Regions from separate parts of the Mus musculus genome. Here region 2 is linked to region 1. The links are chromatin contacts, called in public HiChIP or PLAC-seq maps. All regions are on one chromosome and are shown on one strand. The core of a region is the stretch at or near the end of the contact, and the rest is flanking DNA. Distances in the headings are between cores, read along the strand shown.

Evidence for each region. HiChIP or PLAC-seq counts read pairs in DNA pulled down with a chosen protein or histone mark.
Region 2: an H3K4me3 HiChIP or PLAC-seq map of pro-B cells shows a contact between it and region 1, with 4 times the contacts expected there. The contact joins the promoter of Psap here to the enhancer-like site in region 1. A contact is called at or near these places in 2 of 39 promoter capture datasets (the C10 cell line and pre-B cells), 5 of 115 datasets of contacts at active chromatin or transcription factors (T-cell acute lymphoblastic leukemia, bone marrow-derived dendritic cells, forebrain and 2 more) and 2 of 9 other capture datasets (adipose tissue and liver).

Annotation. Positions count from the first base shown.
Region 1 is chr10:59,979,413-59,982,644 of GRCm38.p6, forward strand. No RefSeq gene overlaps it. Among named protein-coding and RNA genes, the nearest start is that of Ascc1, 22 kb to the right of the region's middle. Within about 2 kb of position 1,524, at least 182 of the 459 cell types and tissues checked have an H3K27ac peak or open chromatin away from gene starts, as enhancers often do. A contact at or near this core is called in T-cell acute lymphoblastic leukemia, adipose tissue, liver and 2 more, where this site is marked.
Region 2 is chr10:60,275,870-60,279,547 of GRCm38.p6, forward strand. Psap (prosaposin) reads left to right here and starts at 1,759. Exons shown (of 15, transcript NM_011179.3): 1 at 1,759-1,913. The coding sequence starts at 1,874.

The DNA.
Region 1 (3,232 bases), core at 274-2,773:
TAACTGGAGCATCCTTCCACCCACAGCCTGGACTTATCACTATGAAATTGTCTTTGCCACCCTCCTCATACCCAGCTCCCAGCCTGCTTCTGCAGCCTCCTGGACTAGGGCGGGCCTGCAGCTGCCACACTGAATAGTCTCTGCTTGCTGCTGCTCCTTTGTTCCAAATGACTTCCAAATCTGACTACAGAAGAGTCACACTTGAGCCTGAGGCTACATACTGGGTACCAGGAAGAGAGAGGAGACTGTAGTTTTTCTTTATTTATGTGGTATCCAGCTATGCACGTTCATGTGTGTGCACATGCAGGCCAAAAAGTAACACTGGATGTTTTCTTTATTCACTGAGGCAGTGCTTCTCAACTGAAGCCAGAGCTTGCTGTTCCTGCTCGCCACCTTGCCTCAGGGACCTGTCTCTTGAGTACAGAATTATAAGCAAATCGCCATGCCTACCTGGCATTTATACCCACGCAGGTTCTGGAGATTGGCTCCTTAGGCTCAAGTGGTAAGGGCCACCCTGTGAGCCATCTTCCCAGCCTTTATTATTTTTAAATTAAAAAAAAATTATTTTATGTACACTGGTGTCCTGCCTGCATGTATGTCTATGTGAGGGTGTCAGATTTCCTGGAACAGAAGTTACAGACAGTTGTGAGCTGCCATGTGGTTACTGGGAACTGAACCCAGGACCTTTGGAAGAGCAGTCAGTGCTCTTAACCATGGAACCATCTCTCTAGCCCCTTATTTATTTTAAAGCAAGGTGTCATGTAATCTAGGCTATTGTCCAACCTTAGTATGTAGCTGAGAATGATCATGTAGAACTTAATTTAAAAAAATATTTATTATATGTATGCATACCATAGCTGTTTTCAGACACTCCAGAAGAAGGCATTAGATCTCATTATGAATGGTTGTGAGCCACCATGTAGTTGCTGAGATTTGAACTCAGGACCTTCGGAAGAGCAGTCAGTGCTCTTACCCGCTGAGTCATCTCTCCAGTCAGTACTTAGGTTTTTTAAAAATTATTTATTTTATGTGTCTGAGTGTACTGTCTGCATGTATGTGTCCAGAAGCCAGAAGAGGGCATTAGATCCCCTGGAGTGGAGTTACAGGTGTTTGTGAACTGCCACACATGAGGGTTAGGGATTGAGCCCAGATCTCCTAGAAGAGCTACCAGTGCTCTTAACCACCAAGTCATCTCCTTAGCACAGACAGTGAACTTCTGATCCTCTGACTGCCATGGCCTTAGTGCTGGGATTACAGTGTGCACCTCACCTGGTTTGATACCCTGTGTTTGAGACATAGCTTTAGTCTGGAGCTCACTCTGTAGTCCAGGCAGGCCTCTGACTCACAGAGATCCTCCTGCCTCTGCTTTCCAGGTGCTGGGATTAAAGGCGCGTACCCCCCACACCTGGCTTAAAGCCTGCATTTTCACTTGTGAGGCGCAGGCAGGCCTGGGAACTGTCGCCACATGTGTCACCCATGGTGCTGTTGTAACCTGCGGTGTGGCACATGCTGGCTGAGTACTCACTCCGACTCCTGCGAGTTGCTAATGCCGATGGCCCCAGCATCTGTCTTCCTGCTTTCACTTCCCCTGCCCTCTAGCCCAGCACAGCAATTTGCCTATGCCCTTGCCCTTGCCATGCAAACCCTCCACCAGCAGCTACTTATTTTCCCCCATCCCATTGCTGGGCTGTGGGAACTGCTTATCAACTTCCTCCCAAGACTGCTGGCCAGTTCACAGACAGGAGCCATCAGATGGGACCTCCCTCAACTTCCTGTCAGGTCACCTAGAAGGCTACCCACATCAGCAGTATCCTTTCCCCTCCATCTTCAACCGGTTTCTGCTTGTCATCTGTTCCCACTTCTCAGCGTCTCAGCTCCAGCAGTCCCTTCCCTTGCCACCTCCTGACAAAGGACTTTAAGGCTTCCTAGGCTTTGCCCCCCAACCCCAGCCCCTCGCCCCCAAGCAGGCAGTGCTCCCCCGACCTCTGATGTGGCTGAGATGAAGACAAGGTCAAGCAGCTGCCTTCAGCCCCAAGCTCACTTGTGTGGCTGCCCTAGATTCTGCTGTCTGCCTCTGACTTTTGGGTGCCACCTTCCTGCTTCTGTTCTCTGGTAACCGACTGCCTGTCGATTTCCTGGCACCCCTCTGCCTACACAAGGTTGGTAGCAGCTCCTGGAGAACCCTGTTGGGTACAATCCTCTGCTTACTTCACAGATTTTCTGGACAGTGTCATCTGTACCCTGCCATGGATTTTCTTGTGTGCTGGGGATGGAACTCAGGCCCTCATATATTCCAGGCAGTAACTGTGCCACTGAGTTACACTCCTTACCTTCCTGTGGCTTACCAAACACTTCTAGGCTGCTGAATCAGGAATCCGAGTTACAGCCCATTCTCTTAGAACCTAGCCTCACAGCCTCGGGAGGCTTCCTTAACCTGCTCCTGTCTGCAAACCCTCATCCTAGCCAACGCTATTACCTGACACGAGAAATCGGGCCAATTCCACCAACCACCACGTCCTTCCCAGGGCCCTCTGGAGCAGCTCCTGGATGAGATCCATCCTCCTGTCTTCAACTCCAAGGGCAGCCATTTCTCACTCCATCTCCCCGCCTCCCACCAGTGTTCTACCACACCCTCAACTCAGCTCTGCATCAGAACCAGATCTTGGCGGTTCCCCTCTGCAGCCCTCAGTGGGCCCCACACAGTCTCTGAGGGGTCCAAGTTTGGTCCCACTGCTTGCGGAACCATCCACAGCAAGCCACCCATAGCCCACAGAGCACGGGCCTTTGCTTACCCAAGGACTCCCAACACATTTAATTCCTTCTACCTAGAAAGTTCTCTTCCCCACCTGCTTTTGGCTCAGGTCTTGGTCTAACCATATCCCTTCTGGAAAGTAGACCTCTGTGTCCCAGCTGGATCCCTCCTTTCTGCTGTGATATCTTACAGCACCCCAAACTTTCTACTTAAGTTCCTTTGTTGCGTCTGCTATTTCCACAGACTCCATGGGCTGAGGACTGCGTCTTGCTCAGCACCATGGCCTATCAGCGAATAGACCTACAGAGGCTGAGTTAGTGCTCAGTGTGTGGTGAGGAGCTGTCCTCCTAGAAGTAGTAACCAACACGCTGCTTCATTATCTGCTCTGGACAGCGCGTTATAATAGTGACACACACCGGCTCGGGAAAGCAACTCTTAGAGAGACTGGACAGACTGGAAAACTAATGTGTGAAGCAGAGC
Region 2 (3,678 bases), core at 509-3,008, 300 kb after region 1:
CCATCTCTCCAGCCCCCAGAACCAATTTTTGAAATGTTATTTTACTGTTTTTTTTTTTTTTTTTTTGAGACAGAGTCTTACTATGTGGCTTAGGGGCCCTAGAGATCCTCCTGCCTCTGCCTCCCCCATGCTAGGACTAGAAGCGTGGGCATGCATGCTTGTCTTTATCTTCCATCCGTCACGAGTCTATTACACAGCATCTGTTCTTTCTCCAAGCAACACAAGTTGCCTAAAATACATTTTTATTGTTTTTTTTTTCCTCTTTTTTTTCTGCTTACACACTCAGACTTCCATTCTCCCTGCCTTCTCACCAACACTGATTCAGAGACCTCTGAGTCTATCTTGCAGTCTGCAGTTCCCAAGATCACAAATAAAGGCGTCTCTCGTTTGCCGTTTTCTGAGTTTGTATTGATTGACAACTGCAGAATGGCAGCCTGTGAATTTGAATCCTGAGTGTAAAGATGTAGGCAAATCTGTAACCTGTTTGTGCTTGAGTCTCATCTGTTAGCACGGCACGAATCACAATAAATGGGGGCTGGAGATGCCACTCAGTTGGTAGAGTCATTGCCCGACATGAGTTGAAGGCCTGGGTTTGGTTCCTAGAACCAAACAGAACATGTATGGTAGCACAGGCAGGCAGATCAGGATTTGGAAGTGACTGAAGTTCGAGGACTGCCTGAGATACACGAATCCTCAGCTGCACAGCCAGTTGTCAGCCTCTTTGGGCTACAGGAAACCCTGTCTTAAAAAACTAACCACTAGCCGGGCGTGGTGGCCCACGCCTTTAATCCCAGCAGGCAGACAGATTTCTGAGTTCGAGGCCAGCCTAGTCTACAAAGTGAGTTCCAGGACAGCCAGGGCTATACAGAGAAACCCTGTCTCGAAAAACCAAAACAAACAAACAAACAAACGAACAAAAAAACTAACCAAAAAAACTAATCACCGCCAGGCGTGGTGGCACACACCTTTAATCCCAGCAGCACTCGGGAGGCAGAATCAGGCAGATTTCTGAGTTCGAGACCAGCCTGGTCTACAAAGTGAGTTCCAGGACAGCCAGGGCTACACAGAGAAACCCTGTCTCGAAAAACCAAAAACCAAACCAAACCAAACCAACCAACCAACCAAACAAAAAACCCCTAACTACCACTGTACAAGGGTCAGGCAGAAGAATTACATGTTCAGAGACTTTCTGGGGAATTTGGTGACACCCTCTTTCAAAAATAAAGTAAGGAGTGAGCTGGGAGGGTGGGGGGAATGGTGGTGTGCAGCTTGGAGGTACAACACTTGATATCAAGTATAATGCCTTGGGTTCAATACCGGCGACTGCAAACAAAAATCCCTGCTCCCGCCCCCCAACCCCCAACCATTCTCCAAGGGGTTGAGGCAGAAGGTTGAGAGTTCCAGGTCTGCTGCGACACTGAATTGTCGACCAGCAAGGCCATAGTGACTCGGCATCTCAAAAACAAATAGTAATACTTAAAAGATGCTGGGGCTCAGGGGTGGGGTGGGGTGGGGGAGCACAAGATGCAGTTCAGGGCTTGGTACCAGCCCTGGGCTGGATTCCTCACATTGCAAAGGTAAAGAGAGGCGTTAGATACCGTTCGGCGCCTGACCTTGATTTAATCACCAGATATGGTTTTCTTTTATTACCACCACCCGCGCCTTCCCGCCACCTTCCCTGGGCGTTTTCAGCCTGCTCCTCTTCGCACCCTCCCTCCCCGCAGGCGCGCTGCGCGACGCTGAGTCAAGCTGCGCCCAGTTTGGGCGGGGCCCGCGCCTGCGCACTGGCGTCTGCGGCGAGGTTGGGGGGTAGATTTATATTCGTCTGGTCAGCTGACGTTCTGCATTGCAGCCTGCGAAGTGAAGCGGCGCCATGTACGCCCTCGCCCTCTTCGCCAGCCTTCTGGCCACCGGTGAGCTTAGAAGGGTCCCCTGGTCTGGTAGAGAAGAACGCTATAGCGTCCCCTGGGTCCCGGGAACCGGGCAGTCCTGCGGTACCGGCCTCGCCCTCCGCTCGCTTCCCGGGGCGCGCTTAGGCAGGCCTCGCTGTGCGCAGGCGCAGATCGGGGCTGGTGGCGGAGGGGGACCTGTTCCAGATTCTCTGCACTGGGGGACCACTGGGAGGTGGGAGAGACGTCTTGTCCTGTGTGTGCAGGCCTTGTGCAAGGCCTTGCGGGTGACTGCGGTTCTCCCTGGGATGGAGGTTGGGAGAGGTCACTCGATGACCTCTTCCGTCGCTGTGTTGACTCTATCCTGGTGTAGGTGATAGACATGGCCTTGAAGCCCCATCCTGCAGGTCAGGTCGGCCCGTGACCTCTGTCCCAGACTGCACTCGTATGGGAGTTGCAGGAAGCGTCTTTGTGTCTGCCCCGGGCCGGGGGGTGATTTTTTTGGCTTCTGTGTGAACTCAGGAGCGTAGTAGGTCTTGGAGGGAATTGTGTAGTCCCGATTGCATTGGAACTCTTAATTTTTTTGTTTGATCTGGCAAAGCCATTGGCCAGCCTTTATTTTATAGCAAGTGTTTCTAAAATGATTTTTCTTAAAAGCACTGCAGGTTGGCAAGGCAGCGCCAGGGGACTCACACTTGGAAGGCATAGGTAGGAGGATTTTGAATTTGAGGTCAGCCTGTGCTACACAGAAAGCTCAAGGCTAGTCTGGACTGTGTATGAGATTTTTTTTTTTTTTTTTTTTGTGCAAGAAAAATGAAAAGAAACGCACTTGGTCCTGCTTGCTCTGTGTCATACATAACTCGTGAGTTCTGATTCACCCACACCACCAAAACCAGACTTCTTTTTCTCTCTCTCTGTAGTATGGGCCATTGAACTTGGATCGTAACACACGGTAAACGAACATCCTCTACTGAGTCACACTATACCCCTTACCTGTTTCCTTGGAAAAATTATTTCTAATACACATGTAGTTCATTTGACTGCCAGTCTAGTTAACTGGGTTCCTTCTTCCTTCTTAGGTAGATGGGAGGACCCTGATGGCCTTGGTCTAAAACTCCAGGCTCTGTGCCTCACGTCAAGGTCATACTGAAGAATGGTAGCTTGTCTTGACTGTCCACCATTGAGTTGTTGGTTGTCTATGATGACTGCAAACCACGTGTGCTCCCTGAGGCTCTTAGGACTTATGGGCTCAGTGTGGCACTACTGTAGTTCAGGGTGCCACTCATAGCTTGCCTTTTAATGATGTTCTGGGTGCTTAGAATGTTCCAGGTCCCGTCTAGTCTTCACAAAGCCCTGGAGGTACAGACACTTGGTTTTGGTTACTCTCCAGCCCTCCAGCCTGACTGCCTTTCCCACCTAGACAGAAAACAAAGAATGCCAAAAGAATGAAAGGCCAGTTTAACCTCTGCCCATTTTCAGGCCCCATGGTAGAGGGAGAGCTCTGACTCCGGTGGGTTTTCTTTTGATCTCCAGAAACAAATGTAGATGTGCGTGCACCCCACCACACACACACACACACACACACACACACACACAAGCCTAACCAGCAGGGGACATCATTTGCTGCCTGCAGTGGTAGCCCCCCGACTCCATGCTGAGTCTTGCCTGCTTGCAGGAAACGAAGTGCCATATCTTAGTGCAGTGCCAGGACATGCAGTTGGGGGATTGCTCCAGTGGGAACAAGTGGGTCAGAGTTGGCCAGCCGAGCTTAGAGAGGTGGCAAGGTGCT